Regions from separate parts of the Mus musculus genome. Here region 1 is linked to region 2. A link is a contact called in public ChIA-PET data. All regions are on one chromosome and are shown on one strand. Each heading gives the region's core, a stretch centred on a gene start, on an enhancer-like site or on the middle of the called end of the contact. The rest is flanking DNA. Distances are from core to core; before and after follow the strand shown. Region 1 has its middle 18 kb from the start of B4galt5. Region 2 holds the start of Stau1 (staufen double-stranded RNA binding protein 1).

What was found. ChIA-PET counts read pairs in DNA pulled down with a chosen protein or histone mark.
Region 1: an RNA polymerase II ChIA-PET map of memory CD8 T cells shows a contact between it and region 2, with 40 read pairs. The contact joins the enhancer-like site here to the promoter of Stau1 in region 2. A contact is called at or near these places in 6 of 39 promoter capture datasets (fetal liver, hippocampal neurons, liver and 2 more) and 2 of 115 datasets of contacts at active chromatin or transcription factors (memory CD8 T cells and pancreatic cancer cells).

Annotation. Positions count from the first base shown.
Region 1 is chr2:167,366,114-167,368,813 of GRCm38.p6, forward strand. No RefSeq gene overlaps it. Among named protein-coding and RNA genes, the nearest start is that of B4galt5, 18 kb to the left of the region's middle. Within about 2 kb of position 1,413, at least 123 of the 459 cell types and tissues checked have an H3K27ac peak or open chromatin away from gene starts, as enhancers often do. A contact at or near this core is called in memory CD8 T cells and pre-B cells, where this site is marked.
Region 2 is chr2:166,994,962-166,997,661 of GRCm38.p6, forward strand. Stau1 (staufen double-stranded RNA binding protein 1) reads right to left here and starts at 1,338. Exons shown (of 12, transcript NM_001109906.2): 1 at 1,073-1,338.

The DNA.
Region 1 (2,700 bases), core at 163-2,662, 370 kb after region 2:
ATGGACAGGAAATGAAAATAAATAAATAAATAAAAAGGACAGTAAAATAGCAACAACGACACCTACTACGGATTGGGCTAATACTTACCGTGCCAGGCACAGCAGCAAGCTCACCATGCATACTCCCTCAGTCTACTCAGTGACCCTTGCAGTCATGTGCACAACACATTTCTGTGAGGAGGGTTTAATGCAGATGTGCTTTTTTAATTAATTTATTGATTTTGAGGCAGGGTCTCTCTCTCTGGTCTCACTGGGATTTGAGGCTCCCTGATTAGGCTGGTGAGCCCCAAGGATCGTCCTCTCTGTGCCTCTGCAGCGCTAGAATCAGGGGGTGTAATTAGTTCCGTCAGGCTTGTTTAAATCCCTTCCCAGGGGGGGAGAGTCAACACTGGCTTCTTCTCCTAAGGTCCTAGCAGCAAAGCGAGGCACAATGCCACCAAGTTCACCCTGGGACCAATGTGATTATTGGGGTTCCTTAAAGAGCTTAAGTGAGGGCTAGAGAGATGGCTCAGTTGTTGAGAGCACTGACTGCTCTTCCAGAGGTCCTGAGTTCAATTCCTAGCAATCACATGGTGGCTCATAACCATCTGTAATGGGATCTGAAGCCCTCTTCCGGTGTGTCTGAAGACAGCTACAGTGTATTCATATAAGTAAAATAAATAAATCCTTAAAAGAAAAAAAAAAAACACAATAGGCCACACCTAAACCCAGTGGGCCTAAGCTTTCATCTTCTGTGGCTATATACTCCAGCCCTTCAGAGAGGCCATGTGCAATTAGTCCAGAGCTGTCAGCAGGTAGCAGGGAGTGGCTGGGAACTTTAAGTGTGGCTGTCATGACCCTTCCTAAACTTCCATGAGAGGACACAAACTGCCAACCAGCCCAGATGGGACATCCTTTGCAAGCAGGCACAGCTGGGCTGTCTAAGATGTCTAAGATGGCCGTTGCTTGTCTGGGAAGACAGTCCCTGGGCCTCAGCCTCCTACCCTGATTGCTAAGACTTCAGTGTGCTGGCCCCCCCCCCCACTCCCACCCCCATCCCCACCCCCTCACCCCCGTGACTCCTCTTCAGCTTTATTCAGAATAAAATCCAAATCCTGGGCTTGGGGGTGTGGCTCAGCTGGTGGGGTACTTGCCTAGTGTGTCCCTGGCTCAAAAAAAAAAAAAAAAAAAAAGAAAGAAAGAAAGAAAGAAAGAAAGAAAAGAAAAGAAATAAAACTGAAAGAAAGTAAGAGAGAGAGAAAGACAAATAGAAGAAAGCAGGCTGGACAGGCCATGGCAATCAAGCCGGTGTTTATTACAGCAAAATCGGATGTCAGGAAATTGCATTCGCACGTTTCCCTCCAAACTCTCCCATAGTGCCCCATTGCCCTCAAGAGAGAACTCAGGCATCCTGCCTGGGTCTGCAGGAACCAACCAGGGCTTGCCATTCAATCCTCTGAGGTTTCGCTGCTGGGCATTATCAGCATAACCACACGCTGGTTTCCTTTAGGTCACTAAAGGAGTAGTGCTTACACACACACACACACACACACACACACACACACACACACACACACACACACACGCACATTCTCTCTCTCTCTCTCTCTCTCTCTCTCTCTCTCTCTCTCTCTCTCTCTCTCTCTCTCTCTCTGTGAAATATTTCCTCTAGAAACCTCCCTTCCTCGTCCACCTCTCACACCCACGCACTCACCCTACAGGTGCGCCCTGGCAGAAGTTTCTCTCCAAGAGGGGGTGGGGCCGAGGGATATGGTGGACTGACGACACAGGACTCCAAAGAAGACAGCAGTGTGAAGGCAGAGGGAAGAACCAGGTCCGACCACTTGAACTTCTCCACGTGGTGGGGGTAGCGGGGGTGGGGTGGGGGACGCACGTGGACCAGCCCGTCCGCTGTCTGATTGAAATCCTCTCCCATTTCCTGGGAGGCCGGTAGAGGCAGAAGAGGCCCACACAGCCTCTGTCAACCCCCCTCGCGATCGGCAGAGCCTTGATTTCTTCTGCTCCACGCGCCATCTTTACTTTTACAGCAGATGCTCAGACACAGCAGTTAAGACCCAGGGTTTCCTGGACCCTGTTGGCAACTTCGAGATTTCACCTGGAGAGGTTCTAACTGTTCTGACCTCTGATGAGGACTACAAAGCGGACATCTGAGCAAAGGGGCTCCAGGCTATAGTGAGTGCTCACTAAACACCAGAGGTTAGCCCAAAATGTCTGAGTGTAACTTGGTGTGCTTTAGCCTAGGCCACATACTGAGCATGGAATCTCTGCTGGCTGGTCATAGAAGTGCCTCGATCCTAGTCCTTGCAGAATCCTTCCTTTAACAGATTGGAAGAAGCTCTGTGGGTTTCCGGGGCACATGAAGAGATTCACAGGAACATTCAAGCCCCGGGGAGGGGAGGGCCGTTGAGTCTCTGAGCCAATGAGAGGTAGAGAAGTGGGGAGGCCCCAAGGTGATGCTACTCCTGGGCACAGCAAGTCAGCGTGAGATGCGGGCAGGAACTGGGACTTCCTCTCTCTGGCCGGCGTGTGTGTGTGTGTGTGTGTGTGTGTGTGTGTGTGTGTGTGTGTGTGTGTGTGTGTTTGACTTCCCTTTATCAAGAAATTAGCGGCTTGCTTGCCTAGCCTGTAGAAAGTTCCGGACTTGGTCCTAGCACCCCATAATGCGCTTGGTGGTGCATGTCTGTGATCCCAGCACCCAGG
Region 2 (2,700 bases), core at 88-2,587:
GCATACAATACAATGGGCAAAACGCAAAACGGAACAAAATAAAAGCTTCGCCCATAAGTAGGGAGGTGAGGCCAGAGCTTAAGAGAAACTGATAACTAGGGAGGGCCTCAGCTAAAGAAAGTTAAGAGCTACAGATGCGAACCAGGAAACCACGGTTTTCGAATCTTTGCATACTCCACCTCCAGAGCCTGACACACAAGAAGGCTCCAAAAAGGTCTGCTAAACCCAAGAGAAGCTTATGCCAGCAACTTTCTCATAAAAAGGAATGGCAATAAGGTTCTGGATGGTGGCAGGGAGACATGGGACAGGGTGCGGAGCCTAGGGGAGCCGGTGAAGTCCCTACAGCTGGTTTCACAGACATGATGATGGCTTTACATCCATACCCTGTCTGCTACAGTGTCCCCATTAAGCGCCCGCCCCTCTCTGGTGCCAAGCGAGCACAATGCTCAGGCACTGCCAGTGGGCACGCGGGATTCTTCTGCCTCGGAGAAAACCCTAGTGGAAAGGAAGGTCAACTTATGTTCCGTCTGCACCCTAAATTATACCTTCATATCATCTTAATAAATTATGCAAACGGCTTATTGGGACACGACGTGGGTCTGGCACACTGATAAGCACTTTACACGCCCCATTTCACTGCACAACTTCACAGCCTGAAGAGGCAGGGACCGGGTTGGGACAGGATTAATACTATTCCCCCTCCTTCTCCCCCTCATAACAGAGACACAAAGAATACGAAGTGACTGACGAAGGGGGCCGAGCCGGGAATTGGCACCTCATCCCGCGGCTCGGCACTGGCCGCGACACTGTGCATAGCACCGAAACCCGGGGGGCCTCCGGACCGACGCTGCCCCTGCCCGCCCGCGCCCCCCGCGTTAACTCCGGCACAGGGCCCACGAGCGGCGCGGAGGGCCCGCCTCCTCCGGGAAGGCCCCGCAGGCGGAGACGGGCCTGGGCCGCGGCTCGCGCGCCCGCAAGGCCTAGCCCACCCGCCGCCCACCTCCCGCTGACGCCGTGCCTGCGTGGGTCCTTCCGCGACCCGCTCCGACCCGGCCCGGACCGGCCGCCTTACCTGGCTGCTTCCCCAGAGCTCGTCCCGGGGCCGGCGGTCTTGGGCGGCGGCGAGGAGGTGAAGAAGCAAGTGAAGACGGCGAGGAAAAAGGGACCGACCAGAGGAGGGAAGAGGCGGAGTGGCGGAGGCGAAGGCGGGCGCCGCCAGGCCGGGGCTCAGAAGAAGGGGGAGCGCACACAGACGCGACGACAGCCAGCGCAAACGCTGAAGAGCGGCTCGGGGCCCGCAGCCTGGCAGGAAGTGACGGGGGAGGGGCCGCGCCCGCCCCCGGCCCCCGCCCGCCTCCATGCCGGCCCCACCCCCTACACACCGCGGCAGGAACCACAAGTCCCAGCGGGCGCCGCGTCCCGCATGCGCTCTCTAGGCACGCAAGGCCCACAAGGGCCGGGCACGGCTGCGCTGGGTCCGAGGCATGTTGGGAGTTGTAGTTTCCCAGGAGCTCGGTCTCGGCAGGGAATACAGGCCTCGCTTCCTTTCTTTTCTAGGCTTTCTGTTCCCTTCCTACAGTCACCCCTTTTTCCCTACGCTAACTTTTGTTAACCTGCTGCTGCGTGCAAGACCGAAAGCTGAGAATACAGTGAGAATGCACAAGTCCCTGCCCTTATGGAGTTTACTGGGGAAGTCAGAGTAAATGAAGTCTGAGCCGAAAACAGACAAGCACAAGTGCTGTCTGGTTCCTTTCCCGCAGCTCTAAACTGAGTGTGGTTCTGTGGACAAGAGGCTGGTGTGGGCTTGTTTAGTGTAGTCCTGGGGATTGAAGCAAACTTCTACCGCTCAGCTCCATCTTCACTAGTCTTATAGCTTGGGTTTTCTTGCCTTGGTGTTTTGAGTTCAGGCATCCACGGAGTCCAGTGCTGGCGTTGCCTGCCTGGTGTAGGAGTTTCAGGCAGTTGTGAGGTAGATCCTCTTCAAGTGTTCTTAACTGTTAGCCACCTATCTCTCCAGCCCTATAGCAACCCTTTTATGTAGCAACCCTTTTATGTAGCGGGGGAGACAGGTCTTTAGAATTAGATGGGGTCCTTACCGGAGGTTGTGGGAGCTGAGTCGCTGGCATCCTCTGGGCTTTTTTTTTTTTTAAGATTTATTTATTATTATTTGTAAGTACATTGTGAAGAGGGCATCAGATCTCATTATGGATGGTTGTGAGCCACCATGTGGTTGCTGGGAATTGAACTCAGGACCTTTAGAAGAGCAGTCAGTGCTCTTAACCGCTGAGCCATCTCTGTAGCCCCCCTCTGGGCTTATTTTAAGTGGTGCCTGTGGTTGATGCACCTAGGTAAACATCATAGCTAGATACCCAAGACTCCGGGTTCCATCCCTACCCCAAAAGGGGAAAAAAAAAAAAACCTAGCCAGTTGGTGGTGTCTGGAAACACAAACAAACAAACAAATAAATAAATAAAAATAGCATGCCTAACAGCCCAGTCTCCTTGCCAAGGCACTGTGGCTGACTTTGCATGAATTCATGATGACGTCTGCTGTAGCTAAAAAGACCCTCCTCTGACTTGCAGAGACACTGGGGGGCGCCTTTATCTGAATTAAGTCTTCTTAGTTTGCTTTTTGTAAAACCCAGTGACACTGAGTTCCAGAACCAGCCGTTCCTTCCAGTTCCCAGCCAACTCCGCTAAG